2 separate regions of the Rattus norvegicus genome follow, and region 2 is linked to region 1. A link is a contact called in public Hi-C data. All regions are on one chromosome and are shown on one strand. The core of a region is the stretch at or near the end of the contact, and the rest is flanking DNA. Distances in the headings are between cores, read along the strand shown. Region 1 overlaps Tlk1 (tousled-like kinase 1). Region 2 has its middle 66 kb from the start of Rpl15l2.

Region 1 (3,776 bases), core at 1,181-3,680:
TAGTGCTTTTATATACACTGTATGTTATTATTTTTGTACAGCAAGAAAACAACCACAGCACACAAAAACACTTTGCTTAGTCTTGTGCCAAACACAGCAGTCTCTGCTGGCATCACACCTTGTTCTCTGTGCTGTGGTGCATTGGGTCAGAGGTTAACACAGTGAGTCCATTCCAGAAACCTATTCCTAATATGCATGTGTAAATGTGCTTGGTAAAATAATGAGAACTAGAGCTTCTGTAGAGTAAGCCTTTCCTAACCTTAACTGCCGGAGCTTCCAGGGCCCATCCCGTCAGTGTACACACCCGCAGAGATTATTTTCTTATACCTGTTAGGAATCCTATGATAAATAACATCAAATCCATCCGTAAGACAAAACCACAGAATTGCTATATTTTCTTATGTAAGTACTCTAGGCCATAAGAAAAATTGACCTTTAATCCAATATTTAAGAAGCTGAGGCAGAGGCAGATAGATCTCTATGAATTTGAGACCAGCGTGATCTACATTGCAAGTTCCAGTCCGGCCTACATAGTGAGGTTCTGTCTCAGATAGTTAGGGTAACAATAACAACTACAGTAATAATAACTACAGTGACTGAAAGGGGTTTGCAGTCAGAGCTGCCTTTATGATCAAAGAATGCTGGCTTTGTGAGCTCTCATTTATTAGAAATTACCCGTAAATCTTTATTGGATTGGTTTTGTATTGTGTTTTTTAGTTTGGTTTTTTGTTTTTGTTTCTTTTATTTTTGTTTCTAGTTTTATTTCTTTTTTTTTTTTATTTTGGTTTTATTTGATTTTTTTCAAGGCAAGGTTTCTCTTTGAAGAACAGACTGGCTTCAAACTGTCTACTTCTGTCCCCTGAGTGCTGGGAGTAAGGGTGTGTGTCACCATGAATGATTTTGTTTTGTTTTTTAAGACAGGGACTCACTCTAGTCCAAGGTAGCCTTGAATATTTAACATAGGCTGTCTCCCTCACAGTAACCCTCCTGCTTCAGGCTCCAAAGGGCTAGTAATTCAGATGTGAGGCATAGTTCTTGATGGTTATAATAATTTAGCAATAAATTAACAATGTACATATATTATATAATTTATATATTTCTTTAACATAAAGGTTTTTGGTTTAGGGTCAGGGTTGTTTTTGGGGGTTTTGTTGTTTGTTGGTTTTGAAACAAGATCTTACTATGTAGTCCTGGCTGGCCTAGAACTCACTTTGTAGACTTGCTTTAAAAGAGAAAAAGAACCAAAACCAAAATCTAAAGAAACAGAGTTGACCTAGGAAACAAAAACCCTAATGGCACTTCTGTGCCAACATGATCTTCATCTAAAGACAGTCATGCTGAATACCAGGAAGAAAGTAAGGCTAAAATGGCTTCTTACAATTTAGCCAAACAAAATTGATAACAATGTGATTATTATTCTTCCAGAGGGCTTGGGTCCAACTCCCAGCACCCATGTGGCAGCTCACAACTGTCACTCCAGTTCCAGTGGATCCAACACCCTTACGCAGACAGACTTGCAGACAAAATACCAATGCACATGAAATAAAAATAAATTGAAAATAAAGAATTTTTTAAGTAGAAATAAAACTTTGCAGCCAAGGAAAGCAGTGAGGCTATGTGTCAAGGGTGCTGCTGGAGGGTTTAACTGGAGTCAGAATGTCAGTTACCCCAGAAGTTCTGAAGATGTGCACTTCTATAAAAGTTGGTCTGCTTATAGTCTTAACTGTGCCCTTGCTTCTGGAGTTGGTGGGTTGGTATTTAGAAGGTAGAAGATCATTCGTGTTGCTGTCTCTCTTTCGAAGGCCTTCATAAGACGCTGTTTGGCTTACCGAAAAGAAGATCGATTTGATGTGCACCAGCTGGCAAATGACCCATACCTTCTGCCACACATGAGAAGATCAAATTCTTCAGGCAACCTACATATGTCTGGGCTGACAGCAACTCCCACGCCTCCTTCTTCAAGCATAATTACTTACTGACTCCTCCAAGATGGGCATGATCTCTTCTCTTTGATTGGCTTCCAGATGCATACTTGAATTTGAGTGCATTTGAGTGTTTGTGATTTTTTTTTTTAACATGGGACATGGTTAAGAAGTGTTTGTGAACTAAAGCTCTCCATGGAGTCCTTTGTGTGAGAGTGGATCATGGACAGTGACTAAGTACACACTCCTCACTGCCCTGGAGCAGCACAAAACAGGAACACCATGTTACAGTAGAACAAGGGGACTCTGTAAATAACGTTTATAATGCTTAAATATATTTGATTGTTACCAGAGAGTTCTAATAAGAAGGGTAGTTTTTCATTATTTAAGAACACATGGAAAAATGATGGGACATTTGTGACACGGGAGCTACAGTGCCTGGTACAGCGTCAGCACTCGGCAGCTGATCTACAGAAACCAAAGCAAGAGCCGAGTGGCAGCCGCTGTGTTTGCAGCAGAACGTGAGAGCTGGGGTCTTTGGACAGTTGTGGACTTTGTCATTTGCCGATTCTGGCTTTTACCAAGTTGTACCTCGAAATCACATGTCAGTGGTCCACCACCCTACCCCCAACCCCTCTTAACTGGTTTTGTTAAAGGCGAGCTGTCATTTCTGGATACTTTATACTTTTAACACAAAGAGCTGCCTATTTCAAATCAGTTGAAGTTACTAAATCATAGTATTTCCAGGGCTTTCAGTGTTTTAGAATTAACAGGCATTTTTCTTTTGTTTCTAGGCCTCGTTCATTAAAACAGGAGACAGTGTGTAACCAAAAGCAGGCCAGTCGTGTGCAAGATAATGATGAATCCCCTTCTGGCTCTATTGTAAACTACTGTACAGATGTCGATTACAATTACTGAGTTTCAGCAGCTTATTCTTGTACAAATGTTTAAAAATACTGCTTTTCTAATTGGATATTGTATTTTTTTTAAGTCTTCTTGAAGGCGCTTTAATTGCTGCTAAATGATACTGCTTTTTTGCTATAAAAATTTGAATGACCTTGAAGGCACAAGTTGACTGTACATCATAGAGAGATATTAAAAGCAGGCATTCATTAACAATCAAGGCATGTAAATGATCTACATCGGGCATATTGAGTTCTTCAAATCAGTTTTTAGGTTCTAGAGCTGTGGAACAATAGAAACTAGATTTATAAATTGTTCATGGTTATTCTACATTTCTAGAAAGTTCTTAGCATCGAGATGGGATGATAGTCCCATAGAATGTTTCTTGTGGTTTGTACAGATTTGTTAAAATGTGAACATTTTCTAACTGCCTTGTGTGGTAGAAACCAATATTTTTGGGGGATGCTATATTTCATTCTTGTAAGGATTTTTTTTTATTGTCACACTCATAATGCTGAGACTTACATGTAAGTTGTCCATGGTGCAGAAAACAGACTATCCCTGCCAGATGCCCCATACCATGTACAGTTAAACTGTGGCTCTTAGCTGGTGTTGCAAGCCATTTTGTTTGTTTGTTTTCATTGTACATAGACACACTGTCTGTTTAAGAAGCTGCTGGAATTATAGAGAATGTAGCCAAACAGTAATAAACAACGACAGCAAAATGTAAAGATGTGGAAGATTACGTTCAAAGAGCCCGAAGGTTTAGGTTACTAACTGAGCTTCATAAAGGCAGATGAAGATGTCCTTAAGACAAGCATGAAGTGTTTCAGGCTTAAAAGCAGTGTTTGGAAAAAAATATAAATAAGAGTATCAGAAACAACTTACCCATGTTTTCCACAGTTTTTCCAAATGTAGATTTAAATAGCCTACTAGTGCTTGGGCTCAGTG
Region 2 (4,332 bases), core at 1,629-4,128, 240 kb before region 1:
AGGGTCATACTCTGCAGCTCTGGCTGGCCTGGAACTTGTTTTGTAGATCAGGCTGGCCTTGAACTCACAGAGATCCACCTGCCTCTGCCTCTCTAGAGATGAGATCAGCAGCATGTGCCACCACACCCAGCAAGTTTGCCTCGTTTAGTGGACTTACTGAGGACAAAGGCCAGACCTGACTTGGGGCACAAGTTGTAGCCTCATAGTCTGATAACAGATTGACCTTGGGGCCTACTGGGGCCAAACAGCTTAACTGATGGCATTTCCAGAGCAAATGGAGTCAGGCCAAGTGCCTATAGAACTATCTTTAAGGAAAACCATCCAGTTCTTACTTCATCATCACAGCACACAGGGCAGGTGGCAATAGTCACTCCTGTATGGAGAGAACAGCTATGCAGGGAAACGGGGCAGGATCAACCTTCTGGGAGGAGGTGGGCTCAGGCTAGTCCTTGTCTCTCTATTCTCAAAGTATTCAAAATAGATCAGTCTGTATGGAAGTTAATGAGGGATGGTCAAGTCAACTTGTAAACAGAGTAGCACCGTGAGGATAAGACTTCTAGTCTCTGAACTCAAGCCATCCGAGTTGGTTGGTTTATTTCTGGTTCATTCCAGCCAGGGTGTTTTACACACAGACCTAGAGAGGTCTGTTGAAGACTTGTCTATGGTGTATAAAATGGAATGAGGTCTCTGATCAGTGATGAGGGAAACCACAGGCCCTTTTGGAATAAATTTGCCTTTGGTGGCAAGTCTGTAGAAATACAGCTGTCAAGGTTTCTGTTTAAATATGCACACATCAGTAAATGGAAGAGTCACAATTTGCCCAAGACTCTTAACTCACTTGTAGTTCATAATTAAAGTCTACATTTAAAAGCCAAGGCAGTCATGAAAGTATTATATACAACAGGGCAGTTTAGATAAGTTAAATGTTGCTATGGGAACCCCAACAGATCTTCTCGTGTCTCCATTTAAAAACCATGGCCCAAGGTGGTTTTAAAAAAAACAACAGAAGGTAAAATTATTCTCACATTCTCACACATGTAAATTGTACTGTCTCTCTCCGTTCTAAATAGCAGATTCAAGCCAGCCTCTTGACTGGCACAGTAAAATTCAGCTTCCCGTCTTTCTATAATGTATTACAGCATGCGAGTTAACCTTTAAAAGCTTCAAAAATACATCAACCGAATTTGGACTCTGAGACACAAACTGGGCTGTCTTGGGCTCTCTCCAGCACCAGTCTCCTAATCCTTGAGCATCCCCACAGGAGCCCCCCCCCCATCCACTCCCATCTCCTGTTTGTCTGATCAGTCTTTTTTCTGCTTAGCCTACCTGCGTCAGCCTCCTTTGTCAGGTTCGCTGCCAGACAGAAATGTAGATTGACGCAGAGAAAGCCAAGGGAAGGGCCATTTGGAATTTCGCCTGTAGATAGTAAGAAATCATGAGGTGTCACAAATATATCTGTTTGGGTATTAGCCTGAAATAACTGATAACTATGTGGAATTCTAACCCCCCCACACACACACACATCAAAGCCAGACCACGGTTAGCAGAAGGCGATATTTAAAAATCCCTTTTCCAAAGGAGCCCCCCGTCAGAGAGTCCATTTTCCCCAACAGAGAGAGGTATGTTCCTTCCTGTTCCCCACTGGAAACAATGAAACAGATTAAAAGTACGGTCTCTATTTTCACCAATTCTGAAAGTCACTTTAGAGCACTGTCTACCTGGAAACATTCTCCCAGGAAGCTCTGCTTGAAGGTTTCAAGATTCGTTAGGGGTTTCTGTTACACATATCCCGTTGTGCATTGGAACTCTCAGTTGCCGTTGACTTCTGCTCACATACTTGTGTGAGTTCCATATGCAGCGTCTCCAAACTGTAAACACATCCTGATTTCTACCATTAAGTACTTGTAAATCAATTGCTACATACTAATTGGTATGTGAAAATAGCTAGCTACCTTCCAGGGGACAAAAGCCAGAGTCACATGAACTGTCTGCACCGTCTCATCCTCTCCCAGAACTGCTTCACCCTACCTCTGTGGTTTTCCAGCTCAGGAAGGTCTGAAGCCTGAATAGATCAGCTTTGTTACCTAATTGGTTCTGATGTGTATTATGCTCCGAACGGGAGCAGAGGACTTCCCATTTGCATCCCTAATAGCCCTCTTTCAGAGCCTCTGTTAGACATCAGTAGACTACACGTTAAGGGTACTTCCCTCCTTTGTGAAAACACATAGCAAATTCCAAGCACTGGATATGTGAGGTATTATTATTAATAATAGCGTCTACAGCCTACAAAGCAGTGTGCACGCAGCACTCAACATGTACTTTTTCAATGGTTTTTGAGACACTGAGAGAAAAGCAGGACTATGCTATGGGAATGGTGTTGCCTAGGAGTCTCCCAGGGAAAGAATAGGTTCCAGGTCCCACTGAACCAAACACTTAGCTGCTCTCCCATTCAGCCTCATACAGTAGGTACTTCTCTTGGTTCCCGAGAGCCTATGATTTAGCTGTTACTGGGGCCATTTAACAGATGAGACTGGTGCTCTGAAATATTGGGTAACTGGCCCAGGATATTAGAGATATCAAGTGGCGGCGTCAGAACGGAGACCTGGAATTGCCTGACTCCAAAATCCTCATTTGTGAGCTCACAGGCTGCAGGGAGAGATGGCCGAGGAAGAGAGCCTCTGAATCAGGTGCAGAGTTGGTGGGAGCTTGGCTCAGAGGACCCTCAAGGATCCTGCTCGTCAAAGATCCCGTCATTCAGTGAAAAAAGTAGGTCACACTTGTCTGGGTTATAAAATGGAAAGGAAGGAAGGGAGGTGACCTGTGAGGAATGACAAAGCAAAAAGCCCTCAATCAGTTCTCTGCTGCTTTCTGAGTCTGCTCAGCTGTGCCCCACCCCCAAGCCCCTCCTCCCACCCCGAGACCCCACCCCCACCTCCCGCAGGCTCAGCCTTGTACTTGGCGTCCCTCCTAGCAGAGCATGCGTCACTTGCGTACTCTTCACTTTAAGTTAAAAAGAAAATTCTGTGCTTCAAGGAAGGGAAAAGGCCCTGAAAACATCTTCAGAGGGATTTGGCTGTGCTGTAACCTAAAAATCTGTGAAGTCAGGAGGTGTCAGAAATAAAGCATGCGTGAAACATCTTTATTTAAAACCTTGTATGTACATGAATGCCACATTAATGCCAATTCAAACATGAAATGTGGCTCCTTTCTTGGAATATGGTCTGGGATTTGAGAGGCGCACTCCAGCTTGCGTGTGGTTATAGATATAAATAGAAGTAAAAGAACCTGTGCATCTTCGAGGGATGTTTGTTTGTTTTGTTTTTTTTTTTTTTTTTTTTTTTTGTTCTTTTTTTCGGAGCTGGGGACCGAACCCAGGGCCTTGCGCTTCCTAGGTAAGCGCTCTACCACTGAGCTAAATCCCCAGCCCCTGTTTGTTTGTTTTTAATGAGCCTGTATTATGGCCTCAGAGCTATAGAGGAGAGTAGATGCCAAAATCTGCCATTCATTAACATATGCCTTAAATGACAGGGAAGAGGTGTTGAAGACAAAATTACTTTTTCCTTTGACTATGAATCAGCAACATGCAGCGACAAGCAAGCCATAATAGTTGCGCGGGTTAGAACCTTTAGGGGGCAGGAAAACTAGCATCAGCCGGAAAAGGCAGCAGCGCACCTGCGAGATGGATGCAGGACGCCGCAGAGCACAGCTCCCCTGAACACCACCTCAAAGGTCTCAGAGCACAGTGACCCCAGCCCCGGCAAAGCACACGGGCATGAGATGGATGGAACACATTAAAACTCCAGATGGTCGAAGCCAGCCCACCCTCAGCAGCCGCTGGAGCTGTCAGAGGCAAGCTACAGGCACGAGTACTTGGCCAAGAGTTTAAAACAACAGCTTTTGAGTTCCCATTGCCTACCGCCTCACAACCACTTAACCTTTCGTAAGGAGCAGCAGGAGCAGTGATTCTCAACCTGTGGGTCACGACCCCACCTCGGAGTTAATAGTCAATCGACCTCTTCACGGGGTTCACCTAAGACCATCGGAAAACACAGGTCTTTGGGTTACAATTCGTAACAGTAGCAAAATTACAGTTAATGAAAATAATTTTACGGATGGATGTCACCAAGACGTGAGGAACTGTACTAAAGGGTTGCAGCCTTAGTTGAGAGCCACTGAGCTACAGAGAGGCAGATGACCATTAGAGAAAGGGCGTGGGTGGGATCAGTATTAGACTTGAAGATAGCCGTGAACTTGGCATCTCAGTATTCCGTGGGTTCTGTGTCTTTTTTAAAAAGATTTATTTATTTACAAGTACACTGTAGCTATCTTCAG

What was found. Hi-C and Micro-C count contacts between places; a contact is called where the count stands out from the background.
Region 2: a contact with region 1 is called in a Hi-C map of frontal cortex, with 1.5 times the contacts expected there. The contact joins two enhancer-like sites. A contact is called at or near these places in 2 of 12 Hi-C or Micro-C datasets (Schwann cells and frontal cortex).

The regions. Positions count from the first base shown.
Region 1 is chr3:75,928,760-75,932,535 of GRCr8, reverse strand. Tlk1 (tousled-like kinase 1) reads left to right here. Exons shown (of 20, transcript NM_001395018.1): 20 at 1,803-3,776. The coding sequence ends at 1,979. Among named protein-coding and RNA genes, the nearest start is that of Gorasp2, 48 kb to the right of the region's middle. Within about 2 kb of position 2,430, at least 23 of the 93 cell types and tissues checked have an H3K27ac peak or open chromatin away from gene starts, as enhancers often do.
Region 2 is chr3:76,171,692-76,176,023 of GRCr8, reverse strand. It overlaps a transcript of Mettl8 not described here. Among named protein-coding and RNA genes, the nearest start is that of Rpl15l2, 66 kb to the right of the region's middle. Within about 2 kb of position 2,878, at least 12 of the 93 cell types and tissues checked have an H3K27ac peak or open chromatin away from gene starts, as enhancers often do.